Linked DNA regions of Mus musculus: all the other regions are linked to region 1. Evidence: chromatin contacts called from public promoter capture Hi-C data. All regions are on one chromosome and are shown on one strand. The core of a region is the stretch at or near the end of the contact, and the rest is flanking DNA. Distances in the headings are between cores, read along the strand shown.

Evidence for each region. Promoter capture Hi-C pulls out the DNA fragments that hold promoters and counts their contacts. Capture Hi-C pulls out chosen DNA fragments and counts their contacts.
Region 2: a contact with region 1 is called in a promoter capture Hi-C map of embryonic stem cells, with 2.4 times the contacts expected there. The contact joins the promoter of Akap10 here to the promoter of Shmt1 in region 1. A contact is called at or near these places in 4 of 39 promoter capture datasets (embryonic stem cells, liver and stem cell-derived epiblast-like cells).
Region 3: a promoter capture Hi-C map of liver shows a contact between it and region 1, with 2.7 times the contacts expected there. The contact joins the promoter of Ulk2 here to the promoter of Shmt1 in region 1.
Region 4: a contact with region 1 is called in a promoter capture Hi-C map of liver, with 2.0 times the contacts expected there. The contact joins the promoter of Flcn here to the promoter of Shmt1 in region 1. A contact is called at or near these places in 3 of 39 promoter capture datasets (cranial neural crest and liver), 1 of 484 Hi-C or Micro-C datasets (embryonic stem cells), 1 of 115 datasets of contacts at active chromatin or transcription factors (embryonic stem cells) and 2 of 9 other capture datasets (embryonic stem cells and liver).

The regions. Positions count from the first base shown.
Region 1 is chr11:60,808,721-60,812,999 of GRCm38.p6, reverse strand. It overlaps Shmt1 (serine hydroxymethyltransferase 1 (soluble)), which reads left to right and starts at 1,735. Exons shown (of 12, transcript NM_009171.2): 1 at 1,735-2,096.
Region 2 is chr11:61,928,245-61,932,523 of GRCm38.p6, reverse strand. Akap10 (A kinase (PRKA) anchor protein 10) reads left to right here and starts at 2,267. Exons shown (of 15, transcript NM_019921.3): 1 at 2,267-2,535. The coding sequence starts at 2,448.
Region 3 is chr11:61,853,097-61,857,375 of GRCm38.p6, reverse strand. It overlaps Ulk2 (unc-51 like kinase 2), which reads left to right and starts at 2,284. Exons shown (of 27, transcript NM_013881.4): 1 at 2,284-2,889; 2 at 4,018-4,110. The coding sequence starts at 2,800.
Region 4 is chr11:59,808,246-59,812,524 of GRCm38.p6, reverse strand. It overlaps Flcn (folliculin), which reads left to right and starts at 2,486. Exons shown (of 13, transcript NM_146018.2): 1 at 2,486-2,865. It overlaps Gm16062 (predicted gene 16062), which reads right to left and starts at 2,445. Exons shown (of 2, transcript NR_045686.1): 1 at 2,264-2,445.

The DNA of each region.
Region 1 (4,279 bases), core at 486-2,985:
GACTCTAGAGAACCCTGACTAATACAGGTACTTAAGAGAGAACAGCACAGAGAGAAAAGAAAAAGGAGGAGGAGGAGGCAGTTTTGCTGGGACAGTTAGAGAGAGACAGGTTGCAGAGAGAGAACAAGTTAGACACAGGTGAAGTCAGAATCAGCCAGAGAATGAGAACATATTGTCAAAGTTACACTTTACCTGTATGTATACGAAGGTGCTAAATCCCCTGGAACTGGAGTACGGATTGTTGTGAGCTGCCATGTGAGTGTTGGGAATTGAACCCAGGTCCTCTGGAAGAGCAGCAGTGCTCTTAACTGCTGAGCCATCTCTCCAGCCCTGTGGGGTTTTGTTTTTATTTTTATTATTTAAATCTATTTTTTTTTAAATTAGGGGCTGGAGAGATGGCTCAGTGGGTAAGAGCACTGCTGCTCTTGCAGAGGGCCAAGGTTCTGTTCTCTGAACCCTTGTGGTGGTTCACAGCCAACTATAACTCCAGTTCTAGGGGATTTAACACCCTTTTGCCTGCCTCTGCCTTCTGAGGGCTGGGACTAAAGGCTGCACTACTACCTCCTGACTCTAAAATGATTTTTTAAATCTTATCATTTTAAATTAATTTTGTTACTAAACAATGTATTTTTATATTTTTATGCACACATGGCAATAATATATATTTAAAAATTTATTTTATTTATATATGCAAGTGTTTGTCTGCATGTATGTGTGTACCACATGCATGCATTGGCCACAGAGGTCAGAAGTGTGCATCAGAGCCCCTGGAACTGAAGGTATAAATGGTTGTGAGCCACCCATGTGGGTACTGGGAATTGAACTCAGGACCTCGGCAAAAGCAACAAATGCTCTTAACCACTGATCCATCTCTCTAGCCCCATGGCAATATGATTTGCTTCATTCGTTTTTACTAGCGTGTGTAACACAAACAACGCAAACTCTTGTTTAGGCTAAGCAGGCTCTCTAACACCGAGCCACACAGCCAGCCTCATTTTAATATTTGAGACAGCCAGCTAGCCTGAATCTTGGTATTTAGTCAGGTTGCCCTCTGTCTCAAGATCCCTCTGCCAAAGCCTGTAGAGTTCTGGTCATGCCAGCTGGGTTTTTGTTTGTCTTGTTTGTTTTTTTGTTTACTTATTTATTTGAGATAGGGATTACTGTGGGCTGACACCAGGACCCGCGGTGGTGGCGCACGCCTTTAATCCAGCACTTGGGAGGCAGAGGCAGGTGGATTTCTGAGTTCGAGGCCAGCCTGGTCTACAGAGCGAGTTCCAGGACAGCCAGGGCTAGACAGAAAAACCCTGTCTCAAAAAACCAAAAAAAAAAAAAAAAAAAAAGATCTATTTATGTCAGGCATGGTAGCACATACTTTTAATCCTAGAACTCTGGAGGCAGATCCCCTGGACACTTGTGCATTAGTTACTGGAAACTGAACCCGAACCAGGCTCGATCCCCAATCCTATCCAGGTCTTCTGGATCACAAAACACTCCTACAATCAGCAATACTGCCCAAAAGTCCCAGGTCCCAAGGTAAGGAACCGCCCAGTCCCCTCCTCCTTCCCACCCCCTCCAGTTCAGAGCTCTTTTTTTTTTTTTTTTTTTCCGTCAGGCTTTGCCCTGCTCTGAGCGCGGGCGAATCGCGCGTGGGCAGCTGGGGGCGGGCTCTACCTGGATGCTCCCACTGATTGGGCCGCTGTAGGGGCGGGGCGGGACCAGGCTGCGCTGGGGAGAGTTTAGTGGAGCTCCGGCCTCTGCGCGCCAAGTTTGGGTTTCCCCCGGACGTGGTGTGTCACGTGGTGGGGAGGCTGGTTCCCGGAGCACGTGCTGGGCTGTTAGGACAGCCCGCTGCGGGGTTCCGGCTGGAGGTGTTGCTGTGGTCACTTTCCGCGCGCTCTCCAGGAATTCGGCGATCCACTTGCCTCTGCCTCCCTAGTGCTGGGATTAAAGGCGTGCGCCACCACAACGCGTTTAGTCCCTTTCATAAAGACCGGAGGAACAGACGTTTACGGCCAGCTCCCGAAACCAAGTGAACTGGAGGCCACCCTGCACCAAGGGTTGGAACCTTTTCACAAAATCCACGCTCCTAATACAAGGTATGTAATTTCTAATCTTTGCGATTGTTTCTTTTTGTTTTGTTTGAGGTGTGAGTGTCACACATGCTGTCCTCGAACTTGATGTGTAGCCAAGGATGACCTTGAACTTCTAATGGTTCTGCCTCCACCTCACCAGTAAGAGCTATCGCTCTCGGTTCATGTGGTGCTGGGATGGAACCCCTTGGTTTATACATGTTAACGAAGCTTCCGAGGTTTGTCTGTAATCACTGCTTTTGATTTACTAGTACAACCCTGATTATCTGCAGTGCGTTACTCTATCTAGGGGACAGGTTGGCTTGTAGCGTTCTTAGCCCAGTGCCTCTATTTCAAGGTCTGGAAGTTAGGTGACCTTTGGTTAGCTGAAGCAAGCACAAATGTGTTTAATTGAGCCAGGCAGTTGCTGGACCAGAAACACCAGTTTAGGCTCCGTACAGAATACATTTAAAATTTCTTCCTTGAGGGGAAATTGAATGGAGGTGAGTAATTGTGTTACCCAGGATTCTGGGAAGCACCAAAAGTAAACAGGAGTTCACATTCTGCCTCTGTTATATGACCTTAGTTAAAGCCACTCCAAGGCCTTTGAGAGCCTCCTCTCTTTATAAAGCAGGGCACAGAGAGACTCGCACTGTTCCTGTCCCCATTACAGCCTAACACGTGGGTATGGACTTTGGCAGACCTATAGACAGTAATAAGGAAATGCTGTATGTTTTCCCCAAAGTTAGCTCAAAAACGACAGTTCAGCAGCCAGGGCTCTGCAGAGAGACCCTGTCTTGGAAAACAAAATAATCAAAAGTCTATAGTGTGAAGATCTTCTTCCTAAGTAAGCCCTAAGTAAGCCAGGAGTGGTGGTGGCACACGCAGGAAGATCTCTGTGAATTCAAGGCCAGCCTGGTCTACATAGAAAAACCCTCTCTAAAAACATAAAACTAATGCCCTGGCCTGGGTATTGTGGTGTATGGCCTTTAATCCCACCCAGCAGACAAAGAGGTAGAAGTAGGCAGAGTTCAGTGCCAGCATGGTCTACATAGTGATTCCAGGATAGTTCTATATGGAGACCTTGTTGTTGTTGTTGAAAACTATTAAATACCTGACTGAGGCTAGGCCTGGGAAAGCAGCTTGGTTGGTAGAAAGCTTGCCTGGAATGCAGGGAGCTGGGTTCAGTCCAGCATCCCATGAAACTAAATGTGCTGAGGCGTGCCTATAAGCTGAGGACTCCTGAAGTGGGTGGGCCAGAACTTTCAGGCTCTTCTCTGCTATGCCAGTTCTGTGCCTGCCTGGGCTACATGAAACCTTGTCTTTAAAATCAATCAATCAATCAATCAATCAATCAATCAAGTATACACTAAGCTTCTTGAGCTCCTTGAAGAATTCTGAGCTAGCAAGATGGCTTCTTGAGTTAGGGGACTCACAGACAAGCCTAATGGACTGACTTTACCCCTAGGAACTTCCTTCTGTGTGTTGTAACACGTGTACCTACACCTGTACACAGTAAACAAATGGGATTTTTTTTTTAAGAATTTGAACTTTTTTTGTAGTTCAGAGAAAACTAGCTTATTTTAGTACCTTATTTCAGGAAGGACATATATTAGTTTAGTAAGGGGATGCACTACTGTGATCCGACATAGTGGTAAAAGCAGGGTGGGAACCAGGCAATCCCACGCTCTGCAGGCTGAGGTGGCCCAGTCTTTGAGTTCAAGGCCAGCTTGGTCTATAGAACAGTCTAGCCAAGACTGTTACACAAAGAAACCCAGTCTCCAAAAACAAAACAAACAAGCAAACAAACAAAACAAAAACCCCACCAGGTGGGACACTCTGGGGAGAGGCGTGGGAGCCACTGGGCTGAATGCTCCTGAGTGACACTGGGTTAAATGTTCCTGAGTAAGATGTCTGGCCCTCTGAAGAGGATTCTAAGTGGACCTTCGTTCTTTGATGGTTAGGAGATTTGCTCTTCACATTGATTAGGTCCTTTCTAACCTCCAGCAGTTAATGTTTAATGAAAATGTTGTCCTTGGGATTTGGGGAGCAGAGGTCCGAGCCTGACTGGTGTGTGGATTCTGGTTCCCACTTGCCAAGGGCCCAGACAGGTGCTGGGATTTCATGGGTTCTGATCTTGAGAGAGGAAGCTCAAGGGTAGCCAGAGAGGCCCAAGGTCCTTGGCGTGATATCTGAAGTCTTTTTTTTTT
Region 2 (4,279 bases), core at 1,018-3,517, 1.1 Mb before region 1:
TCATTACAAAGAAACCCAAACCATCCTCTATAAACAAGACATGATGGTGGCAGGATCTCTTGTGGGGTGGTGGTGAGGTGTATGTGTGAAGGATTATGAAAAGTCTTAATTGTAAAGTGCTAGGAACATAGAGAGTACATCACAAGTTCTTAGTAAATAATGATTTCGATTAGCTGACTGCTATGTCTAGCTGTCTGAGAGATAGTGGAAATAATAAAACTTATTCAAGGAACTAACAAAACGAAGCAGTTTTTAAATATACAATTCTGCAGAAAGGGATGCCAGCAAAAAGAAAAGTCAAAAATTTCTGGTGCAATGCTTTGGTACAAGGCAGTGATTTTTAAGGTCCCCCCAATCTGGAGGGGTTTTAAGTTCCCTCTAATTCTATTCTTGTCTCCATTGGCTAGAACTTGCCCCTTTCCCAAATTTCCCATGTTATTGTTTTAGGACACAAAACCTTATCTAATGAATAGTTTGGGGCTTGAGATAGCACCCCTCCTCCTTTTCTGACCATGAGCAATAGGGTAGCAGACTACCTGTAACTTTTTTAGAGTTCTGTGACAAGCCTGCACCAGCCACCAGCTAGGGGGCCTATTGCTTTCTTCTTATCTGTAAATGGACTGTAACAATCTATTTCTCACAGAGAATAAAAGCAACTCCAGAATCTCTGGTAGGGGGGGCTCAAAGAATAAACCTCATTGGAAATTGAGTTGAAAAACACTTCCTCAACACTGATTTATGTTTATTTAGCCTGAGAGAATGAGTAAGGATTCTAGAAATCCTAATGGAGCCAGAGCCCTCCCCTCAACCCCATTGACTTTTTGCTCATTTAAGGGATTTTTCTCACTCATTCGTCTGGTGTTCCTCCTGCCCTGATCAGCTAACCAATAGTTAACAAATACAAAACAGTCTCTGCCAAGACTGGAACTCCAGAAGGGAAAGGCAAAGGAATAATGTAAGACACACCACCCATTCTGCCTAAGAACAGAGTAGATACTCTAACTGTGGATCCTTTGCAAGTGTTGTCTGTGCTCCTAATTGCTAAGCCATCGTTCAACGCCTTGTTTTGTTTTTATCTGTTTGAGACACAGTCTCACCTTGGCCTAAAATTCCCTAAGTAAATCAAGCTGACCTGGGACTCAGTGATCCACTGGCTTCTTTCTGCCTTCCAAGTGTGTTAAAGGCTTTCACCACCAGAGCACCTCCCCTGGCTTGCCTTAATATTCTTAGGCAAGGAAAGGTTTTCAAGGGTGGGCAGTGGGTGGGAATAGGGGAGGGGTATGCCCAGAGTGTAATATTCATTTCCAAATCATCTCAGACCTCCACACCATTACCTCACATGGGGCAACCACAGCCCTGCTCTCCTTTTCAGTTCCTGCCCAGCGTGACCTTGAAAGCTGGCCTAGTTTCCTCCATACCAAGAGCAAGTTTAAAGACTGTTACTAACCTGGAGGGTTTAGTATGGTATCTGTGCACGATGTTATAAATAAGTTTAGCTATGATGGTTTTTCATCATTTAGCAAACAGGCTTGGAAACAAAACTAGCAAACTTATTAACCTGCTCTAATAATATGGTTAAGACTCCAGGCTTTACTTAGTTCCTGTTTTAACACACCGAATAATCAGGCAAGTTGCCGCTTCTGCACTTGTTTTTCCTTCTGTCTCAGGTAGACTTTGCTGATCCAACATAAAAATCAGCAACTGTGTGCATCACGAGTTCCTGGTTCGCTTTTGACAGTAGTTGTAGCTATAGTGGCCATCCATCCAGGGCGCTAAAGGTGGGTAAGCTTTAAGAAAGCCAGAAGATTTATAGGAAGGTGGCTTTCGAATAAGAACGGAAGAAATAGCCCTCTGTTGAGGCTCAGGTTGCTGGCTCTTTCTGTTTTGAGCATCTGTAGGGATTTCATCTGAAAATGAGCCTACCACTCTTTTTCTCCTTCCTTCCTGAGGTCACTTTGAGGGAGGGAGCTTCGGGAGCTACATAAGAGCAGCTCCTCGTCCTGCAGGCTCGCCTGCATCCCCCGGGGACCTGGCAGGGTAAAGCTGCCAAGCAGCCTGCGGCATTTAGCAAGATTCCGCGAAAAGGCTGCGCAGCAGTGCTGGCGGGGGCTTCCCGAAGAGGAGGAGGTTCAGCAAAGAGACGCTGTCATCCGAAGCCTCCAGGGGGAAGGGCTCGCGGACTCGAGGACGCCAGGTCACGTGGGCTGAGCGGGCGCGCGCCCCGGCCCCGCGGGAGGAGGTGCGCAGGAGGAGGCGGGGCCGGGGCCTCCCGTGAAGCCCCGCGCGCGGACGGACCGGAACTCTAAGCGGGTGGCTTGTTGATAACATGGCGGCAGCAGCTGCCGGGGCATCCCGAGGTGGCGGCAGCGCCCACACCCGGAAGAAGGGGCTGTTTTCGGACTAGTGCAGCGGCTCCTGCGGCCCCGGAAGTCCCGGCCAGCTGCTGAATGAGGGGAGCCGGGCCCTCCCCGCGACACTCCCCCCGCGCCCTCCGCCCCGACCCGGGCCCCGCCATGTCCTTCTTCCGGCGGAAAGGTAGCCGAGGGGTCGCCGGCGGGGGGTGAGCCGGGTCTCGGGCAGCGGTGGGGCAGCAAACCTGCAAGGGTTTTGTCAGGGCGGCCGCGAGGCTCTCGATGAGCCGCTCGGCCTCGGCGCCGACACCCGCGGTGCAGTGTGCTGCCCGGGACTCCGCAGGGAAGAAGGTGGCCTCCTCAAGCGAGGTCGAGGGGCATTGTCGCTTTGGGCCAAAAGTGTCTGCTTAAACCCATAGAAATTAACACCTGTTGGCTAAAGAAAAGGTTTTCCTGGTGTGTTTGGTTTCTGGAGGTTTGTATGTGTGTGTGATCCACGCGCGCACTGTGGATGAAGATCAAGGAAATCCCTTTACTTATAGGAAGTCTTGACTTTTCCGAATATTGGGGGGGGGGGGTTATACCTAAAACCACGTGCAACTGTTATTTCTTCAACTAGCGCTATTTTCTAGTTTCCTCTTTTGGGGGCGGGGGTGGAGAGCGGAAGGGGGCCCACTGTTATTCCTAAAATAAAATTTCTTACTACTGAAGTTCCGTATTCAGAAGACTACTGCTTTTGATGATTGAGCAACTTTACTAATTATTGAGACCGTTGCTGCTACTATAAACGAACTACTTAGATTTCGGATGTCCAGTTGTAAAAGCTTACTTAGTTTTTAAAGTAGAGGCAAGGTGATTTTGATCCTGGAAAGGGTTATGGTATTTCATTAAATATACATACACAAATTGATCAATCAAATCTCTTTAGGTGGAGGTGGTTGTATCTCTTCATTCTTACTGAGAAGATGTATCAGACAGACTTTTTTTTTTTTAAACATAACACCAAATCAGACTTGTATTCACGTGATAGCTTTTTCATAAACTCTGTAACCCGAAACAGCCGGTTAACCCACTTTTTTTCCAGCTGAGAATCAGATGATTCCTAAAGGCCTCATAGGACTGAGGCTGTCTGTTGATGCTAGGTGAGGGAATGAATGAAACTGGTAAATAATAGGAAGCTTTATCAGTAAAGTGTCTTAATATCTCTGGAGTTGTTAATGTACCTAGGTTGACAGTGTTGTGGTGCTTGTTTTTTAAGGGGGGGAATGCATTCTAAGTATGGGACTAATTCAAGTTGAACAACAGACTTCTGTCTGTTCATTTAACACACACTGTCGAGTGTCCAGTCTGCCAGACACTGTCTTAGGGTGTCATGAAATAGTTATATGGACGTAGTCTCTGTACCTATGAAACTCATTGATGCTGAAGGCAGGCAATAAATAAGGCCAAAAAAAAAAGTGTGTATATACTTACAAATTGAATGATGTGTAATGAAAGACTAATTTATGAAGAAAAACCTATTTTGGTTGGATGTTAGAAGAATTCAGTATGTAACCTTGAAACGTAAAACTAGAGGATCAGTAGTAGAATGTAACTTTAGAGAGGTCAGGAAAGACACTGGAGGTACCAGGAATAAAGAGCTGGTGCCCTTTAGGAAAGGCAAGGTGGCCACTGTGGCTGAGGCATAGAGAAGCAGATAGGCAGACACCACATTATCGAGAGTTTTATTCCAAATGCAGAGAGAATATATTGTAAAGCTTTTGAAGAGAGGTGACCTTACAATAAAGGGTGATCTGATTATTTGCTTAGAAAGTTTATTCTAGAGCCAGATGCTCAGCAGATAAAGACCCTTGCTGTGCAGCCTAACCATCAGAGTTAGAGCCCCAGGACCCACAATGGTGGAGGGAAAGAGTAACTCCCATTAAGTT
Region 3 (4,279 bases), core at 1,035-3,534, 1.0 Mb before region 1:
TTTACCAATCAGAATTAACTTGGGACAGAGTCCCTCAGTGTCGTATGTGCAGACAAACAGTTTGGGGGGACCCAAATTATCATTAGAAACCACTACAGGTCTGTCCTCAGGTACAGACAAATCCATTCATGAAGTTACTAGGTAAATATGTTGCCTTCTGGGTAGGTCTGCTATAAAAGAAGCGAGGGAGGGCCTGTGAGATGGCTCACTAGATAGGATAAAGGTGCTTGCCATGTCACCAAGGCTACCTAAGTTCCAAAGGAAGGTCCCACATGATGGAGGGAAAAACCTGACTCCTGCAAGTTACCCTCTGACCTCCACATAAGGGAGCAAAAGTACACACACATTAAATACTTGTCTTTTAAAAGGTGGGTAGGTGTTGGAGCTAAAGCTCAGTGGTAGAGCACTTGCTTAGCGTGTGTGAGGCCCTGGGTCTGATCCTCTACATCTAGGAGAGAAAAAAAATATTCCAGCTGGCCTAGGCCCCCTCACTACTTCCTGGATCTCATCTTAGGATGCTTTGTGCCACTTCTGTGGACTAGAACTAAAAAAAGAAAAAAAGGGGGGGGGCTGGAAAGATGGCTCAGCAGTTAAGAGCACTCACTGACTGTTCTTCCAGAGGTCCTGAGTTCAAATCCCAGCAAACACATGGTGGTTTACAACCATCCATAATGAGATCTGACACCCTCTTCTGGTGGGTCTGAAGACAGTTACAGTGTACTTAGATATAATAATAAATACATCTTTTAAAAACTTTTTGTTTTCTAGTGTTTGGTGTTTGTTTGTTTGTTTGTTTGTTTGGTATTTCAAGACAAGATTTTTCTGTGCTTAAGAAAACAATTTTTACTTTACTGCTATGGTTTGGATGGTTTGAATGTGTTCCTCAAAGTTTCCTGTGGTGGATGCTTGGTCCTCCGTGTGGCAAGAAGTAAGTTGAATTGAGAGACTGTGATACGGGTTCTTTCAAAAGTGAGTTGTTATACAGTCGTAACACTGGTCCCTTCTCAGTCTCTGGTTTCTTTGCCCTGTGATCTCTTTCTGTCCCATAGTCCCTTGTGAAGCCTTTTTTCATGAGCTCCTTGTCAGAGCTGGTGCTTTGCTGTTTGGGGTGTCAGCCTCCAAAACTGTGAGCTGCATAAATCTCATTTCTTTATAAGGTGCCAAGCCTGGGGCATTTTGTTCTAGCAATGGAAAATGGACTTACTGAGTCTGTGGTATTCTTTTTTTAGGAAAAGAAAATGGACTAGAGACATTGCTTTCAGATTCCTGACCTGTCTCAAAGCTGAAGGTTTTTAGGGCTTCTACCTGTTTGTCAAGATGAGTTCCAGAGGGCTGGCTGGAGATACGGCTCAGTGGTTAAGAGCACTGGCTAGTCTTCCAGAGGACTCAGGTTTGATTCCTAGTACCTACATTGTGGCTCATAGCTATCTGTAATTGCAGTTTCAGATCGACACCCTGGTCTGGCCTCTGCAGGCACTAGGTGCACTCGTGGTGCACATATATGCAGGCAAAACACCCATACACATAAAAGTAAAATCAGAGGGGGGAGGGGAGGAGGAGGAAGAAGAGAGGAGAGAGAGACAGAGACAGAGAGGGAGAGGTGAGAGAAGTGAGAGAGGTGAGAGGAGTTGTTTCAGGGGCAGGCGATGAAATTGACAGCAACATCCCCAAACCTGAACACACACTTAGGTATGGGGTCACACATATTGTTTACCATGGCTTTGTAATGCTTTCTTGAGCAAAAGTTGACTATCATTTTTCACCTAAACAATCCGAGGAAAAAAAAAAGCCCGAGGCAAACTGGTAGTTGACTGGTGTGATGAAGCGCCTCCTTAGAAAGGAGGTTCTGAGCCTCCCTCAGAAGTCTAGAGACCCCCAGAAGGCGCAGGTTCCAGTCAGACCCTATCCCTTAGGTGGGTTGTCTAGCAGTTTGCGGTCTGGATTTGAAAGGCAGCTCCCGGAGTTTTTGTCTCCAGTGTCTGCACCGCCTCAGCGACTCCCGGGGCCGGAGTTCAAGATCCGCCTCTTAGAGGGTGGCTTCAGGTCAGGGCGTGGCGGGCTCTAGCTAGCCGCGGGCGCCGAGCCGAGCGGAGCCGAGCCCGCCGCCCGTTCCTAAGCAGCCGCGGCCTCCTCCCCACACCCCTGCTCGCCAACTCGCTCCAGTGACTGCAGACTCGCCCCGGTGCCTGGCGCCGCGTCCCGGGGTGCGCACTCCTTTTCTCGGCGGAGGGAGCAGGACTGGGGCGCATCGTCCTACAAGACGCGCTGACGTCGCACAGGGCCGGTAGTCGGCGCGGAGCGGCCGGCGCGCGCGCGTGCGTTGGGCGCTCCCGCGAAGCAGGCAGAAGCCGCCACCGCGGCTGTGCGGGTTCCAGGGCGGCGGCCGCTACACAGCAGCGCCGCGGGCGCAACAAGCGGAGGCAGCCGCACCTGCGGGGATGGCGCGGCCCCGGCCCTGCACCGCTGTCAGGCGCGCGGGTAGCTCCGGGTACGCCCAGTGACGGCGGCGGTGCCCTCGGCCGGGCAGTGCCCAGGCCGCTTGGCTAGAGCCCCGCGGCCGACGGCGGCCCGGGCCATGAGAAGCGACCGGGCCCAGGCCTCGCTGACCCCGGCTCCGCGCGGCGGCCCGTCCCGTTTCCGCTCCGGCCTCTCGGCATGAGTGTCCATCCGGGCCCGGGGCCGTGGCTGCCCCTGTCCCGCCGCCCGCGGGCGTGCTTGGGGCCCTCGGGCCCGCGGTGCTGATCCCGGTTCTCCGCCACGCCTGCCCACCCTAGCGCTCTATGTCCCGGGGGCGCGGCCATGGAGGTGGTGGGCGACTTCGAGTACTGCAAGCGGGACCTCGTGGGACACGGGGCCTTCGCTGTGGTCTTCCGGGGGCGGCACCGCCAGGTGAGCGCCGCCGGCCCGTTGTCTGGTGCGAAACTGGGGAGCCAGCGCCCCGGTCCTGGCCGCTGGGCAGGGCTCCCCGGGCCTGCCTGCCTTTGTGCTTGCTGTCACTGTCGCAGGGTTTGTTTTGGAGGCCAGAGCCGCTAGGCTGAGCTCCACCTACCGACGGGCGCAGAGCCACTGATGTTCTTCCCTGACAGTGTGCTGGGTAACCGAGGTGCGCCCGGGGACTTGCTGCTCAGAGAAGCCACTGGTCCCGAAGCGACTAGGACTCCAGTGTTTGCACAGTGTAATGTGCTTGTCCATACTATGGGTCGGTGGACCTTTGTCCCTTCTCCCTGCCCCGGGCTTTCCGGAGCTTGTCACCTTTACCGTGGATAATTGCACACCCAGCGGAAAACGGGCGCGTTTCCCGTTAGTCTGAAGCTTTCTCAGACTATCACGTTCCTCTGTGTCTGGGGGAGCTTTGTAGTATCCCTCCCCTTTTTGAGTTAGAGGAAATAAGTGACAAAGGTAGTTGGACCCTAACCTAATAATACAACGTAGATGCAAGTTCAAACCTCAGTTGTTTGGGTTTTTTTTTTTGTTGTTTCTTTGTTTTTTCCAAGCCACTGTTTCGCAAATAGGTCACACGAGGTTATAGAATCTAAAGAATTTGAGAAGGCACATTGAGACTGGAAGTAATTAAAAAAAAAAAAAAAAGCTTTGGTTATTCTGTTTGTTTCAAGAGTGCCTATTAAAAAGGTACTGTCGTCTATGTCTTATTCATTATGAAATAACTTAAAAGTCAAGGAAAAAAAATAAGAGCAGTGTAATCCAGCCAGGATAACTTCATTAAACTCTATCACTTCCCAAGTTTATTTATCCATAACTCCTATGTGACTGTAAACTTTTTTCAACTGATCCTATATGGTCTTTGTATTTACAACTTTTAATGACTAGTGCTGTAGGACATTGCTATGTATTGTGTTGTTTATGAAATCAGTTTTTTAGTTTGAGATTTGAGGTCTTTGCCATGTTTCCCCACTACCACATATACATTGAGTGGCTAAAAATAAATTTACAGCTTTTATTATTGAGTTGTTTCTATGTTATAATTTTCAGGCATAACACTGTTTTTTTCCTTTTTAGAAAACTGATTGGGAGGTGGCTATTAAAAGTATTAATAAAAAGAACTTGTCAAAATCACAAATTCTGCTTGGAAAGGAAATAAAAATCTTAAAGGTATGCTATTTTAGAATACCTATCACAGTCTGAGTTAAAAGTTACCCTGAGTTAAAAGAGCATGTTATAACATCCTTTGAAGTTTGGTAGTTGGATTAAAGTTTGATAATTTTTAGTTGCTGTTCATTTTGCATGTGTTTTGTTTTTGTTGCTGTTTTGAGTTACAGAG
Region 4 (4,279 bases), core at 1,237-3,736, 1.0 Mb after region 1:
TGTAGATGCAAAAACCACAGGTCTCATGATAAAGGGAAAAGACATCGTTTATTCTGGAGCCATTTTGTGTGGCCTGGAAACACAGATTTAGATTACCCCAAATGAAATGTTCCAATGTGTAGGCATTTTTATGGTTTTTGTTTTATATTTCTGTTTGTTGAGACAGGGTTTCTCTGTGTAGCCCTGGCTGTCCTGCAACTTGCTCTGTAGACCAGGCTGGCCTTGAACTCAGAGATCTGCCTCCCAAGGAATGGTAAAGGCATGTACCACTCCTGCCTAGCTCAAATTTTAGTTTTATAGAAGAAAGAAAGTCATAAGACACAGCAAGTTTAAAATACATTGGCAGGTACCTCAGGCCGGTACAGCTAGATAGGTGAGCTATCCTGTAGGCCCAAGATGGTGGGTGAACTTGTTTGGTTTTTCAAGATGGGGTTTCTCTGTATTGTCCAGGCTGTCCTGGAACTCACTCTGTAGACCAGGCTGGCCTTGAACTCAGAAATCTGCCTGCCTCTGCCTCCCAAGTGCTAGTTGACCTTTTGAATTGGCAAGTTAATACACTGCACAAGGTTTTTATCTACTTGTTCTGACATGGAGGTAGGCAAGGAATGGCTGTTGCAGAGGGCTAGCTAGAACTAGCTCAAGGTAAGGCAACTAGCTTTTGGGTCTGCAACATCCCAGTCCGTCCACTGGTACTGACATTCTAATCAGCCAGCCATCTCCGAAGACAGGCTCCTTTTGAGTCGGGAAGTGTCTGTCCTATGGCTGAGGCTCCTGTGGGGAGCTTGCTTCAGCGAGCCTCTGGGACTGGATCGGTAGGAGCAGGCAAAGGGACTCATTACCCCCTCAGCCTGCGAGGCTTCTCAATGACTGCAGAAAGGAATCCTGGTAGCCTGCCTCAGCCTTAGAGACCTGGGGGAGCCAGTGGGGAGCTGCACACTCCTGCTGTCCCCTCACTGACCTCCAGACTCTCTCTGTAGTGACTGCTTTTGGTTGGCTGCCCAAATCCTCTGGTCGCAATACAGGATCCTGGTTCTCAGAGCCATAGTCAGAGCTGACCTGGTTCTTCCTAACATCGCTGTGGGGAGTTGCAACTGGTTTCACTTATATCCTGAGTGGCAGTCTGCTTAAAGCTGTTTTATCCTGCTTAAGTTTGTTAACCCCTAGTTGTCAGGTATCTGCTTTCTTCTTCTGCTGTCTGCTTGCTCTAGTCTTGGAGAAGGGTAGGGAAGAGCCTCGTGGAGGACAGGAGATGACTCACAGTATCAGGAATAATCGGATTGGTAAAAATAAACACACACAAGACAATACCTAACACCATAACTCCACCCTGCACTCCTTAATCTTTACCAGGCAGTAAACAAAGTTATAGAACACAAGTTTGCATATTTTTTTTCCTCCTGCTCCCTCTTCCAACAAAACACGAAAGCTGAAATAGAGAGAAAGGAATCCGATCCCCGTGATTTGAAAAACAAACAGATACCAACTCATCAACTTCTACTCATCTGAAGCTTCCCACTTCCGGATAACCACATTCTGGGCGTCCTCGTGTACACAGCGGAGGCTGGCAGCGCTGGCCGCTGTGTACAGCTGGCAGCGTTAGTTACAGGCTCAAGCCCAGAGCTCTGTTCTCATCTGTCTTCAAGGGCCCATGGTATGCACTAATAGCTTTAAAATTCATTTAAAAAAAGATGTATTTTTTTTTATTATTTTTAAAATGTGAGTACACTGTCACTCTCTTCATGCACACCAGAAGAGAGCATTGGATCCCATTATAGATGGTTGTGAGCCACCATGTGGTTGTTTGGAATTGAACTCAGGACCTCTGGAAGAGCAGTTAATGCTCTTAACCGCTGAACCATCTCTCCAGCCCTTAAAATCCTTTTTTTTTCTTTTCTTTCTTTCTTTTTGGTTTTACAGGGTTTCTCTGTGTAGCCCTGGCTGTCCTGGAACTCATTCTTTAGACCAGGCTGGCCTGGAATTCAGAAATCCATCCGCCTGCCTCTGCCTCCCAAGTGCTGGGATTAAAGGCGTGCGCCACCACTGACCGGCTTAAAATTAATTTTTAAGTAGCTAAATAATATTCCATCCCTCATCCCCAAACGGGAAATCAAACCCAGGGCTTAGAGAAAACAACCCCACAATCCACGAACTGTTTTGAAAGCTAGTTTGCAAAGATAGGGCCGGCTCAGGGCAAGACTGAGCCGTGCACATGCGTGGTCCTGCTTCGCTCTGTACCCTCCTCCCTCCCAGGACCTGTCCGTACCTTCCACTTCTCTCGAAGGGGAGACGGTTTCTCTGATCTGCAACTTTACAGGCAGGGAGTGGAGTCCCAAGAACTCCCAGAATCCAGAGGAAATTTTCCGCAAATCTTTCCTCTTCGGTAGGGACAGGGCATGGACTGACTAATTCTCTCTGACTTTTTTGAAATGTCAGTTTTGACGTCACCCCTGCAGAATGGCTTCTCTCGGCGGCCGGAACCATCTACGCTTTTCCGCGGGGCGACTTGCCGCGCCGAGGGGCGCGCGTGGCCGAGGGGCTTGGATTCCTTGCCTGGAGGAGCATTACGTGACACAGCAAGGCTCCGCACATCCTAGTCGCCTGCGGGGGACGCAACGCTGCTCGCTCCGGCTAGTCACTGGCGTTGCCTGCCCTCTGCCGGCCTGCGGATGGTTCGGTCCGGCTGGGTCACGCGCTAAGGCTCAGTGCAAGGGCCTGCGGAACGGGCTAGCACTTGCCGAGGGGCAGAACAGTGGCGACAGCCCCAGGACAGTTGCGAGCGGGTTCCGGCCCAGCATCCGGGAGACGGCGGCAAGCGCCCCAGCTGGGTTGGTGTTGGGCCATAGGGCTGAATGGAAAGCGCGGATGGTAAACACCTGGGAGAGGGAGGTGGCAGGTTCCACCCCCCGTTTGGGGTAATTGCTTTAGTTTGACTGAATACTGTTGGGGACGTCGCCCTGCCAGTCAACCTCCGTTTTCTAGCAGGATGGCCGTCTGAGGACAGGGCAGGCAAGACACCTCATTTCTCTCCACTCTTAACAGGGTAACTCGTCCTCATGCGTTGGAAGAAATGGTTAGCCCTGGGATTAGCCAGTGGATCGCCGTTGAGGTCACAAGTGGCCCATAACAGTAGGGGGCCAGGAGGACCTACTGCAAGTATAGGGTGAATTTCCATTTCTCGGGGGTGGGGGTGGGGAAGCCTGGTACCACCCATGGTGTCCGGCAGAGAGAAAGACTACAGCTAGTGTATTGCTGGCAGTGCCGAGCTATCATAGTTGTCATTAAACAGTAGAGAGGACATGGCACGTGACAGTGTTTGCTCTGCTAGTGTCAAGTGACTGGGTGCTCTTTAAAGGAAGTCCTGCTGAAGTTGGCAGTAGTAGAGAGGGGAGTGGTTCTAAGTTGGAGATAAAGTTCCCTGCTGAGTTTCTTACCCACTCTATACTAGCTAGTGTAGTAGGGGGATCAGTGAGTTTCCTGTGGGAGACAGTTACAGCTCCTGCTGACTTCCGTGGAGATCCTTGTAACCCCTTGTTTGCCTACAAGGCACTCTTAGTGGCCTGGTGCTGTGAGAAGACAAGAAATAGAGATGAGGAAAAACTAGGGCACACCAGGGAAGGATGGTGTGGGTCTCGTTTGCCAGGCTTGTGGTTCAGACAGCGGGAGCAAATCTCGTACATGCACAGCCTGCCTCTCAAAGTATGACGCTGAGGAGACTGTCTTCAGCTCGAAAGGTTACTAGGAAAGGGTGGTTAGGCACACTCCCAGAAGCCGGCTCCTGTGGTAGAAGAATGTGGTAGACATTGGGATTGGGAGAGTAACAGAAGACCTAGGCTCCTTCCTCACCGGAATTCAGACGCCATATGCAATCCCGTCAGAGAAGCCTGTTGCCCAGTGCCCAGGAGGATTTCCAGAGGATAAGTGACAGTTGGTGTTACGGGCTGGGAAGGATTAGAAACTCAGGTAGTAGGTTTCTCGGTGGCTGCAGAATGGAGTGTCATGTAGGTTCCATTACAGTCTTCCAGGGGCTGCCTGGGCTGAGGAATGAGTAACCAGAAGATTCGAAACTCTTGTTGGACAAACCCCCTTTTTTTCTTTTTTAAAGATTTATTTATTTATTTATACACTGTAGCTGTCTTCAGTCAGCACCAGAAGAGGGCATCGGATCCCGTTACAGATGGTTGTGAGCCACCATGTGGTTGCTGGGAGGTGAACTCAGGACTTCTGGAAAAGCAGTCAGTGCTCCTAACCACTGAGCCATTTCTCAAGCCCACAATTTTTG